Regions from separate parts of the Mus musculus genome. Here all the other regions are linked to region 1. The links are chromatin contacts, called in public HiChIP or PLAC-seq maps. All regions are on one chromosome and are shown on one strand. Each heading gives the region's core, a stretch centred on a gene start, on an enhancer-like site or on the middle of the called end of the contact. The rest is flanking DNA. Distances are from core to core; before and after follow the strand shown. Region 1 has its middle 16 kb from the start of Xaf1. Region 2 holds the start of 4933427D14Rik (RIKEN cDNA 4933427D14 gene). Region 3 holds the start of Tekt1 (tektin 1). Region 4 holds the start of Smtnl2 (smoothelin-like 2).

Region 1 (2,934 bases), core at 423-2,922:
CACTCCCTTCCCCCGACCCACAGCCCTAACACAGAGCGACTGCGGGGAACTCCAGATGACTGCCAAGCTGTTGAGTGGATAGCCACGGTGTCCTAGAAAGGAATTATAAGTCAGCAACGGAGTGATTCTACAGCGTTTTTATGGGACTGGATTGGAGAGGGTCGGTGGCAATACAAGCCCCCAGCCGGGCTTCAAGTTGCAGCAGGCAGGAATGGTTATGGGGTTTTGTGTGACGATATTATGCCTGCATCCACACTCTAGCTAAAAATAGTCATGGCTCAGAAGCAGGCATGGTGGGCAGAAAGAAATTTCGTTTTATCTGTAACATTCCCCATTCTTAAAAAAGAACATGCAGTCATGCATACTTTCATAATTATAAGTTTTCTTTTTAAAATAAAACGTCAAAAGAAAATGGCTCTTGTTGCCGCTTTGAGAACGCTTGCATTCAAGGCTGTTGTATGGGTGGAGGAGATTCCTAGCATACTGTTTAATTATCTCAAACACACAACCATCCACATCCATTCAGGTCAGCCAACATGTGACTGCCGCTACTGCAAACCACAGTTAAGTCACTGCCTTCCAGACCCAAGGCACATGGGTCCCTTCAGAGATGCAGGTGGTAGACCAGAAAGGGCTCGGCGTTAGTCAGCTTTCTGCAGTAGCAAACGTTCATTCTGGCTCAGATTTTCAGGGGTTTCAGTCCCCTGAAATAGTCCTGTGGTACCTTTGCTTGGGCTGTGGTAGCACGTGGCTGAGGAGGACTGTTCACTTCATGGTGGAGACAAGAAGGAGCCAGGGTTCCAATTCTTCCCTGAAGGGCACACCCCAAATGACCCAACTCTCTCTATTAGGCCTTATATCCTAAAGGTTCCACTATCTCTCAGTACCCTGAGCTAGGGACAAAGCCTTCAAACACAGGCCAAAAGGGGGAACGTTCAGATCTCAAGTTGGAACAAATTTACTCTCAAGACACCAGACCAAAAGTACAAAGATAAAAAGACGTGGGTCCCAGATGAGGGACAGCCAAGGATTCGCTCTTGAAACCCAGTTTGGGTTTTGACAGGGAAGGGAGGGATACAGCTGGAGAAAGGCGTTCTATAAGAAGTAAAGTCTTGAAAGAAAAAAATGAGGTTATAAGTGAAAAGCAACCAGAAACAAATGACAACAAAGGCTGCATGCTCACTTCTGGTTGCCCTTCCCATCCCCCCTGTCACAGATCCCTGTCCTCATGGATGTCCCTCTGATGTCTGCCTCTGTCTTTCTCATCACCAGCTTCTCTGGAGGCAGAGGAGTTCCTCGGGTTGTTTTATTGTTCTTGGTAGTCACAGGTATCTGGAGAAAGACAAGAGTGAGCAGCAAAGGTCACAGAACTAAGGAACTTGTCCAACTGATGAGGAAGAGGCTCAAGATGCCAGTCTTGGCCTTTCTGAATTCTGACCCAATTTTCCTGGTAAAATCAATTCGAAGGTGAAATTCTAGGCTCTGCTGGTCCCAACAAGCTATGCTCAGCCACTGTCCCCATATTTCCGGCTAAGCATGATTACCAGTAAAGAGCAGAGGAAGAAAGTTTGTTCAATGTGTCCACATCGGGAAGAATAACAAAGGGACCCAGTGGCCTTGTCTTGGTGATTCTGACCTGAGGCTTATGCAAATTCGAGCAAGGTATACATAACTAACAGAGACAATCAAGGTGTGGTTCTTGTCTCTACCACTATCTTTGTCTCTGCTCCAATCTCTCCTTCTAGGGGGTCCAACAAGTTTTCAGAACTATGTGTCATCTCTTCCTGGAAGATGAGCTCTTTCTCCTGCTGGCTTTGGCATCTCTGTCTTTTCCTCCCACTGCCCCACCCCGCCTGTGGTTCAGGAGGAATTTTTCATTCTTTGTGGTCCACTGTTAATAGTCTGATAGCCAAAAGAAGGAGTGTCAGTCAACGTTTCTGTCTCGCCACTGGGATGCCAAGATGCTTCCCAGAATGCTGCTCAGAGAAGGCAGAACACAGTCCAAGAAAGGGGGTCCCCGGCTGGAGTGATGGCTCAGTGGTTAAGAGCTCTGACTGCTCTTCCAGAGGTCCTGAGTTCAATACCCAACAACCATACGGTGGCTCACAGCCATCTGCAATGTCCTCTTCTGGTGTGTCTGAAGACAGCTAAAATGTACTCATATGAGTAAAATAAATAAATCTTTAAAAATAAAAAAGGGGGTCCCAGCCAGGGTTTTCCTGGGTGAGAAACAGTGGGGGCTGGGATGGATGCTCTGGTTCTCAAACTCTGGTGTACCCCAACTACTCTGGGGACTATGAGGCCTTAAGAACAAGGGTCTGGGGAAACCCTGTGGTTGAATTAGGGAAAAGCTGGAAGAAACTGAGGAGGAGGACAACCCCAACCAGCAACCCCAACCCGGACCTCCAGATCTCTCAGACACTGAGCCACCAATGAGGCAGCATACACCCGCTGATATGAGGCCCCTGACACATATACAGCAGAGGACTGCCAGGTCTGGCCTCAGTGAGAGAAGACACACCTAACCCTTGAGAGACTTGAGGCCCCAGGGAGCAGGGTGGTCGGGTGGGGTGGAGGTGGTAGGGTGGGGACTTTGTCTTGGAGATGGGGAAGGGGGTGGGGTGGGAGAGAGGTTTGAAATCTTACAGTCTGGACTGGGAGGGGGATAACAACTGGACTGTAAAAAAAAAAAGATTAAATAATAATTTTAAAAAGAAAAAAAGGAAATTAGCAACACACACACAAAGGGGGGTCCGAGGCTCACGCTAAGTCCAGGACTGGGAGGAATCTGGCTTGGTAAGTGCCAAAAGTATGGAGGGACTGGAAGGCAAGCCTACTATTTAGGAGCAGCTCTTTACAATGACACCCTGCCCCCTGGTGATCCTTGCTGAAGGAGTCAGTCCTAACTGGTCCAAACTGCTTTATTCATGGGGA
Region 2 (3,020 bases), core at 126-2,625, 79 kb before region 1:
CCACCCACAGGAGGTGGTGTCTTCCCAGCTTGTCCCTGCCTACAAAGGATAGAGACTCTCTCACAACCGGCCCCTATTCCCCTAGCTGTGGGCAGTCCTGAGGCCTGGGGGAATGTCCTAGTATTGCCTCTCACCCAGGGTCCGGTGACACCACCTCGGCTGGTCTCTACCCAGGAAGCTCGCCCAGGAATACCCTTCTCGATCGGCCCCTCTCCCACGGGAACGGGATGGAGCTCCACTCTGCTTCCTTCCCAGCATCCCGACGCTACCCTCATAGCCTGCACCTTCAACCACAGTTCCAGGATGCTCTCATGGCCAAGTGTTCCTGGACGACCTTTTCTCTCACAGCTTGGAGAGCTCCTATTGTCTAGCTCCTCCTCCCCAGATACAGTCACCCACACAGACCCAGCAGGCCCAACCACCTCGGGCTCGCCCACAGTCCCGTTCACCCACACTGTCCTGGGGTCCATTGCTGCCTCAACCGAGCCTGCAGTCCCAGGTATCCCAAAGGCCCTGTTCACCCTAGCGGGGACTGCGGGCTCCGCAGTCCTCTTCTCTAAAGGCTGCTGACCATTCTGTAGCCACCCTATGTTTGCACAGAGCATCCGCCGCACTGAAGATCTCACCCGGCGCCTTACTCCATAGCCTCGGGATAACCCTGCACCCCACCTCCTCGCCCACAGAGGCCGAACACCCCGACGCAACCTGCGGGCCCTCATGCAATGAGCCGGCATCTTCGCTGCCAGTGTACACCTGCGTAGCCCGGGCAAGGGCCCCCGTGCCGGCGTCGCAGCTCCTGGACAATTCCTTTCCCCAATGCAACCTCAGACACGCTCTCTTTGCATCTGTTCCCCCGCACACGCACTCACAACACTCGGATCCAGTCCTCGCTGCCTTTCTGCCTCCCAGCTCTCTCCAAACCCCCGCCCGATCCCGGACGCCGCCCCCGGCCCCGGCCCCCCTAAAGTCTGACAAATAGAAAGGTAATAGGAGGGGCGGAGCTGCAAGGCAAGCCTGGGGCGAGGTCTCTCACTGTCTCTCTGTCTAATGCAGTTTCCCAGAATTCCCCCAGCTCCGGCCCAAGCCCACCTGGTTTGGGCGCGGCGCGGCCACCAAGAGATCGTAAGGCGACCCCACGCTAGGCCTCGCTTCCGGCCTCTCGCCCAGTCGTCATGGCAACAGGCGCGCGGCTGTTTGGGAGCCGTTGATCTTCCTGAGCCATTTGAGGATCAAGGTGTTGTACCGCGACGGGCTTTGCCGTCACTGTCCATGAAGCCAGGGTGGGGACCAGACCAGGTCAGGCGTCTAGTTGTCTGAGGGAAACTGGCGCCAAAAAGAAACTCCAGCAGACCAAAAGGACGGCCCTAAGGAGTTATGGCTATTCAAGGCTCCCGTAGCACCACTCTGCTGCGGCGGCCCCGCCCACCCGGAACCTTGTCCACGCCTTACTTGGGCCCCGCCTTGGGGGCGCAGGACCCTAGGGCTCCTCCCGTGCTCCTCTCCGCACTGTTGTACCCATGGCCACCTTCGAGGAGGTGAGCGTGCTGGGCTTCGAGGAGTTCGACAAGGCAGTGAAGGAGCATGAGGGCAAGACCATTTTCGCCTACTTCAGCGGTTCTAAGGATACCGAAGGGAAGAGCTGGTGTCCGGACTGCGTGGAAGGTGAGGCTGGGACCAGGACTGGGGGTTGCTGCGCCACAGCAGTGCTAGGAAGAAGGCCCCTGCTGAAGTCAGAAAGTGGGATGAGATGAGGATCTTGGTCCTGCAGACCCGCAGAAGCGCCTGAGCTGTACCCCGTCTCTCGTTAGGCCCTTACTGCCCCACCCAAGGATGACCCTCATTTTTATCATGGATTCGGATCTTGGAACCAGGTTCTTTAAAATTCTCAGTTCCCCAAACGATTAGTGTCTCATAAAAAAAAAAAAGACCAGACTCAGGAGTTGATCTTTCCGTCATCATATATGTATGCTGAGTTTTCTGATTGTGTCTTAAAGACAATCAGGACTAGGACTTAAGTGATTCACGAGTCCAGAGGACACGCGACTTTAACATCCTATCTTACAACCGGTTAAAGTCTAAGACTGGGGACGGGAGGGCGTGGGCTATCGCAGTTGATGTGTAATTACTTTTTAACTCTTTTAAAAAGCTGAGCCAGTCATTCGAGAGGGGCTGAAGCATGTTACCGAAGACTGTGTGTTCATCTACTGCCAAGTAGGAGACAAACCTTAGTAAGTCATGTATACCGTATCTCCAGACATGGACTATATTATTAAAAAGCTGGGTAAAAAGGACCTCAGATAATTGGTCAGGCTCTGTGTTTTAGGTATTGTCTGATAAGCTAAACAATTAGAATTACTGAATTCATATTTACAGTTTATGTTCAACCACATATCATCATTAATGAATTGGGTCTGGAATAAGTTCAGAACTCTATTGACTTTACATTTGTTTTATCTTAGCCACACTTTAAACTTTGCAGAAAGTGACACATAAGTTACAGTTCTCAAAATGTTTAAAGGTTAACAAAAGCAGTGGTTACAAGTATATTATATATAAGTCAACTGTTGAGTAAACTGTAATGAACCAAGTAGTATTTTTCATTATCTGTTTCATTTTGGAACAGCTGGAAAGACCCAAATAATGACTTCAGACAAAAACTGAAAATAACCGCAGTGCCTACACTACTTAAATATGGAACAGTAAGTGTCTACCTTTATGTTTGTAGCTATAATGTAGTTAAAACTCAAGTTGTTTTTTGAGTCAAGTTTGAAAAGATCTTGACCTTTGATTTCCAACATCACATTGTTGTTCAGAGTGCATCAGAAACACACAAGTTGGTGTCCATTCCTCTGCCAATCCTGACAAACTATTAATAATGCAGATATTAGTGTCTGGGGTGTATTTTTAAGCCACTTTTAAGATTCTGTCTTCAGAAGAAAGTTGACTCATTTCTGAAAGCACCTTTGTCAATGTTTTCTAAACCCACTTTTCAGGCTTAAAAGGGCTCTCCCTCTATTTCA
Region 3 (2,700 bases), core at 168-2,667, 76 kb after region 1:
GAACCTCACTTGAGAAAATGACTCCATGAATCTGGCTGTGTGACATTTTCTTTATTAGTGATGTATGGGGAGGGCCCAGGCCTTTGTGGGTGATGCTAAGCCTGAGCTGATGGTCCTGGGTTCTGCAAGAAAGCAGATTGAGCTGGGCAGTGGTGGTGCCTTTAATCCCAGAACTAGGAAGGCAGAGGCAAGTGGATCTCTGAAAATTTGAGACCAGCCTAATCTACAGAGTGAGTTCCAGGAAAGCCAGGGCTACACAAAGACACCCTGCCTTGGAGAAGAAAAAAGGAGAGAGAGGGAGGGAGGGAGGGAGGGAGGGAGGGAGGGAGGGAGGGAGGGAGAGAGGGAGAGAGGGAGAGAGGGAGAGAGGGAGAGAGGGAGAGAGAACGAAAGACAAGGAAGGAAGGAAGGAAGGAAGGAAGGAAGGAAGGAAGGAAGGAAGGAAGGAAAGAAAGAAAGGAAGAAAAGAAAGAAAGGAAGAAAAGACAAGGAAGAAAGGAAGGAAAGAAAGAAAAAAGAGAAAGAAGGGAAGGAAGGAAGGAAGGAAGGAAGGAAGGAAGGAAGGAAGGCAGGCAGGCTGAGCGAGCCATGATGAACAAACCAGTTAGCATGCCCTTCATGCCCTCTGCATTAGCTCCTGCCTCTAGATTCTTGCCCTGTTTTGAGTTCCTATCCTGACTTCCTTCAATGATAAACAAGCAATATGAACATGTAAGACAAATATGCCCTTTCCTCTCCAACTTGCTTTTTGATCATGTTGTTTTGTCACAGCAATAGAAACCCTAAGACAAGCAGTATTCTTTCAAATACATGAACCCAGACATGTTGTATAAGAAATGAACAGATGTGACGTCTGTAAGCCAACATCTGGGCATTGTGACTACAGGATAAAGACAAGGAACAGGGGGTAAGGCAGCCTCTGGAGACAGTTGCGGGGGAAAAAAAATATGATCCCCTGGCTCTGAACGACATCACATCTGTCTTCCATAGGCAAAGCTGAACTCTGAAAGCCTCCCGCTCTGGACTCTATAACCCTAGTATTTACCCTAGGGGCCTCTGAAGCCGTCACAACCAAGGATGGATTCAGATCTTGACTAGGCTAAGCATCAGGCCCCATGTAACCCCCTCAGACACTCCTGAGCTCTCCAGTTCAGTCCCCTCCTATGGTCTCTCCCGAGTCTGTCTCAGCGTGGCTCTCTGAGATATAACTTTGAACAAGTGTGAATAGTCTCGAAGAGGGGACCGATATCAGTGCTAACCGCTGATACAAAAGACACACCGCGTGGGTAGGGAGAAGGGGTAGGTGAGGTGGATCGGGGCTCACTTACCTTAGTTCATTAAAGAACACAAGCTTCTGTAGGGCACTCCTGACCCCAACCAGAGCTCCTGGTTCTGAGAGAACCAGCCGAGAAAACTGCGGTCTCTATGGCAACCGGACGGACGCAACGTTGCCCTAGTTAGAAGACTGCGCAAGCGCGAATGTGAGAGTGGTGCTAAAGGGTAACCCGAGCAAACAAGACAAAGAAAGTAGGTGGTCCGAAGTCTGATCCTGCTGAGAAAACGTCAAAACACGGGGCAGGAGATTGGGTCACTCGGGGTTCCCGTTCCCCGAGTCTCTGACTCCATAGATGCACAGCGGGTCGGTCTTGGCGCTGTCCTGAGCCGTAGATGACCCGGGACCACAGAGATACACACACTGCGTTCCACGTGGTCGTTGCTCCAAACCTGGAGCAAAGGACCTGCAAACCTAGCGACACACAGGGTGCATGGGTAGCTCCAGACAGGGGTAGGCAAGAATGGGTTTTCGGCCAGGTATCTTCTCCCAAGGCGTAAAACTCACCAAGCACTGAGCTTTTTCTCGGTTAAGATCGCACTGCTACGTGATCTTCAAACTGTTGTGGATTGAGTTAAAATTAGGCTTTCAGGACGCCAGCCACTCGGTGCCACGGCCATGAGTTTAACATAGCCATACACCATCTTCAAACGTTCGTTTTACAGGCAGCACGTTTATTTAAAAAACAAAAAAACAAAAACAAAACAAAACAAAAAAACCCTTTGCATTACTACTGGAAATGGGAAATTGGCGCTGTCTGTGTGGCAGAAAAAGCAATCATAAAGGTGAACACGATGAAACAAAGGCATAAAATTTATAACAATGTGAAGGCACTGATGAAGGGCTGGAGAGATGGCTCAGCGGTTAAGAGGACTGACTGCTCTTCCAGAGGTCCCGAGTTCAATGCCAAGCACCCACATGGTGGCTCACAACCATCTGCAATGAGATCCAGTGCATACCTTCTGGTGTGCATGAAAACAGAAAACAGAGCACTCCTAGTCATAAAATAAATACATAAACAAATCTTTAAAAGAAAGAGAAAGAAATGAGGGAAGGAAGGAAGGAAGGAAGGAAGGAAGGAAGAAAAAGCAGCGATGAGCTGGGTGTATCTGCTTATCCCTGGCATCTCAGCATGCCAGAAAAAGACCCTTAAGCTGAGGATTCAAATCTGAAAGACATATTGGAAATTAACACTCACCTTTCATTCATGTATGTATATATATATATATTGCTTTTTTTCAAGACAGGGTTTCTCTGTGTAGCTCTGGCTGTCCTGGAACTCACTTTGTAGACCAGCCTGGCCTGGAACTCAGAAATCCACCTGCCTCTGCCTCCAAGAGCTGAGATTAAAGGCGTGCGCCACCACT
Region 4 (2,739 bases), core at 141-2,640, 130 kb after region 1:
GGGGGCAGAGGCAGTGTACTAAGACCCTGGCCCTTGAAAAGCACCTCCCACCCCTCCCACTCCTCCAACCCCTCCCACTCCTCTCCCCCATCCCCCACTTCCCTCCCCCCCCACCACCCCCCCACCCCGCCAGCAAATTCCGGGTCAGGATGGAAAATCCCACCTAAGGGCCACTGCACACACCATAGAAACAGTCTAACCAGGCTCTGTCACTCCAGGAGGTCGTGACCAAGTGGTAAAACTGGTCCACACCAGCTTCTGCCCAGAAATCTAGACACAGCTAAAGGCCCGTTCCCCCTCTCCGTTTCCAGTAAAGGGTCTGCCCTCTGCAACATGAGTTCCCAAACAGTTACTGATCAGTCCAGACCAGAGTGCGCTCACATGCGCGCGCGCGCGCGCGCGCGCACACACACACACACACACACACAGAGGCAACTCAGTCGGGGTTAATCTACAACCGGAACGGTCAGGCCTCAGTGAAGCAGCAACACAGTGCGCGTGAACAAAAACGTTGTAGGGGGCAGGTAGAGGACGCTGACCATTCCAACTTGCAGGTGAGGACCCAGACGACAGTGAACTATCAAAGACTGAACCTTGGCGTCCAAACTCTTAAAATTCATGGGTCAGATGGGAGAGGGCAGATCTCAAGGCAAAAACACCACCCGGATCCAAGAAAGAAGTGCAAAGCAGGTGCAGCAGGCCTACTAAAACAATGTTTCTCCTGTCCTTTCCAGCTCTGGAGAGCTTAAATGTAATCCCGGCTACCAAGTCCCAGCGGCAGGTGGAGGTATAGCTCTCTTACTAGAGGACGCTCGCCAGCGCACGCACTCAGAGCTGATGGGCGGCACCAATTTCCCAACCCTACACCCCAGGCACGCTCCTAGTCGCTCACATCCCTCGCGCCGCACCCCCGGGGCTCACCGGGCTTCGACCGGACAGCGAAAAGGTGGCATGACTGGAGAAGCGTGCAGTGCCCAAGCGGGGGGCGCGGTCGGTAACTGTGGCCGCCGGAGGGGGACTGGGCGTGCCGGGTGCAGGGGACACTCCAGTCGCCAAGCCCAGCGCCTCCACCTGGCGCGTCAAGCGTTCGAGCTGTGCCTGCAGCCGCTGGTTGTCCCGCTGCAGCTCGGCCACAGTACGAGCCAAGGGGCCGGCCAGGCGCAGCGCCTCTGCCACGCGCCGCTCCACGCCGCGCTGCAGCCCCTGCATGTCCTCGTGCAGCGCACGCACCGCACCCTCCAGCGCCGCCTCGTAGCGGCCCAGCGCCTCGCGCACTGTGTGCGCCTCCTCGGCGTCGGGGGACGGCTCCATGGCCGAGTGGGGCACACCGATCGGACAGCGGGCAGAACGCGGGAGACGTTGAGAGATCCGCAGCTCCTTGGGACGACTGGCGGGCCGCGGCTGGCTGAGCCCGAGGGGCGGCCGGAGGGGGCGGGAGCAGGGCGGGGCAGACCCCTAGAGCCCCAGGACTGGGCGCTGAGTGAGGAGGCGGGGCCGAGGGGGCGGGACAGCCCATTCCAGGACACCCCGCCCCTGGGGACTGGCCGGGTCGGTGCGGGATGCCTGGCCCCGGAGGCACTTAGTGAAAAGTTCTCCTTCTCTGCTTTGCAGGGATGTGGATCCCTGGGGGAGTAAGGAGTCCCATACACGCTTGACCCCAGGGAGTGGTGTGCGACCCGGTGAAAGATCTGGGAAGAAGACACTCGAAAGGACATTACTCTAGGAACAACAACTAAAAGAGTTATACATTTCCCTGTAGGTCCACTTTGGTTGGACTCTCCCCCCTGTTCAGGGAACCGCAGCAACTGTACACACACACACACACACACACCATAACCGCTCTGACTCACCTTTGTATGCATCTCCGGTCACCACCGGTACCATCCAGTTCGCAAATACTCACTTGTGAGACTTTTTAAAAAAATATTTATTTGACTTTATGTGTGTGAGCCTGCTTGTCTGTATCTACACAGCATGTGTGGTGCCCACATAAATCACAAAGTGGTGTCAGGATCCTCTAGAACTGGAGTTTCCAATAGTTGTGAGCCATCATGTGTGTGCTGGGAGCCGAGTTCTGGGGTTTCTCTGAAAGAGCAAAAAGTGCCCTAAACTGCTAAGCCCACACTTCAGCCCCCCACCTGTGACACTTTTGCCTGGGATTTCTTGCACCAGTTCTGAGATCAGGAAGAGTTATGTAGATGGTAAAATGCCCCTCCTATCCTCCTAGGCCTGCTCTCTGTGTGTGTGTGTGTGTGTGTGTGTGTGTGTGTGTGTGTGTGTGTGTGTTAAAGATGAACAGGAAGGTTGGGACCCAAATCCCAAAATCTTGCTATGAGCAACTTTGGGATCAAAAACTAGGATGTGCACTGCTGCCCCCCTCTTCCCCAAGCTCAGTCAAGAACCTCGATCCACCTGACAACCTTCAAACCTCTTTTTTTCTCCAGCACTCCTCTTATTCCAGAAAGTCCCCTTTCCCAGCCTAGAAACCCCAAACATCACCAAAGAAGGAGGGATGGAGGCAATTGTTGCTCAGGATAACAATATGATAGATGTTGTAAACATTTAAAATAAAGAAAAAACCATCTCATTCATTGTGCTAAAAGGCTTTCCTAACTCGATTTCTCTGGGCCTGGGCTATGGGAGGTGGCTCAAAGCCTGGAGAGGCCTAGTGAGATGATCCATAGGAGCAGGCTCAAAGGCTTGTTCTGGTCATACTGTTCTGCTTCCAAGGATGTCTGG

What was found. HiChIP or PLAC-seq counts read pairs in DNA pulled down with a chosen protein or histone mark.
Region 2: a contact with region 1 is called in an H3K27ac HiChIP or PLAC-seq map of embryonic stem cells, with 8 times the contacts expected there. The contact joins the promoter of 4933427D14Rik here to the enhancer-like site in region 1. A contact is called at or near these places in 5 of 39 promoter capture datasets (cranial neural crest, embryonic stem cells, liver and 2 more), 1 of 484 Hi-C or Micro-C datasets (extraembryonic endoderm stem cells), 7 of 115 datasets of contacts at active chromatin or transcription factors (the SCID.adh cell line, bone marrow-derived macrophages, embryonic stem cells and 1 more) and 3 of 9 other capture datasets (adipose tissue, liver and pancreatic islet).
Region 3: a contact with region 1 is called in an H3K27ac HiChIP or PLAC-seq map of embryonic stem cells, with 5 read pairs. The contact joins the promoter of Tekt1 here to the enhancer-like site in region 1. A contact is called at or near these places in 9 of 39 promoter capture datasets (the 3T3-L1 cell line, 3T3-L1-derived adipocytes, hematopoietic stem and progenitor cells and 5 more), 1 of 115 datasets of contacts at active chromatin or transcription factors (embryonic stem cells) and 3 of 9 other capture datasets (adipose tissue, liver and pancreatic islet).
Region 4: an H3K27ac HiChIP or PLAC-seq map of embryonic stem cells shows a contact between it and region 1, with 8 read pairs. The contact joins the promoter of Smtnl2 here to the enhancer-like site in region 1. A contact is called at or near these places in 10 of 39 promoter capture datasets (the 3T3-L1 cell line, cranial neural crest, hematopoietic stem and progenitor cells and 6 more), 1 of 15 datasets of contacts at CTCF or cohesin (embryonic stem cells), 3 of 484 Hi-C or Micro-C datasets (bone marrow-derived macrophages, embryonic stem cells and myocytes), 5 of 115 datasets of contacts at active chromatin or transcription factors (embryonic stem cells and stem cell-derived neural progenitor cells) and 1 of 9 other capture datasets (adipose tissue).

What each region holds. Positions count from the first base shown.
Region 1 is chr11:72,284,424-72,287,357 of GRCm38.p6, forward strand. No RefSeq gene overlaps it. Among named protein-coding and RNA genes, the nearest start is that of Xaf1, 16 kb to the right of the region's middle. Within about 2 kb of position 1,673, at least 15 of the 459 cell types and tissues checked have an H3K27ac peak or open chromatin away from gene starts, as enhancers often do. A contact at or near this core is called in embryonic stem cells and extraembryonic endoderm stem cells, where this site is marked.
Region 2 is chr11:72,206,107-72,209,126 of GRCm38.p6, forward strand. 4933427D14Rik (RIKEN cDNA 4933427D14 gene) reads right to left here and starts at 1,376. Exons shown (of 19, transcript NM_001361564.1): 1 at 1,090-1,376. Txndc17 (thioredoxin domain containing 17) reads left to right here and starts at 1,448. Exons shown (of 4, transcript NM_026559.3): 1 at 1,448-1,662; 2 at 2,147-2,228; 3 at 2,624-2,699. The coding sequence starts at 1,518.
Region 3 is chr11:72,360,465-72,363,164 of GRCm38.p6, forward strand. It overlaps Tekt1 (tektin 1), which reads right to left and starts at 1,418. Exons shown (of 8, transcript NM_011569.3): 1 at 1,329-1,418. Gm34317 (a long non-coding RNA gene) reads left to right here and starts at 1,450. Exons shown (of 7, transcript XR_003949575.1): 1 at 1,450-1,527.
Region 4 is chr11:72,410,323-72,413,061 of GRCm38.p6, forward strand. It overlaps Smtnl2 (smoothelin-like 2), which reads right to left and starts at 1,391. Exons shown (of 8, transcript NM_177776.3): 1 at 922-1,391. The coding sequence starts at 1,311.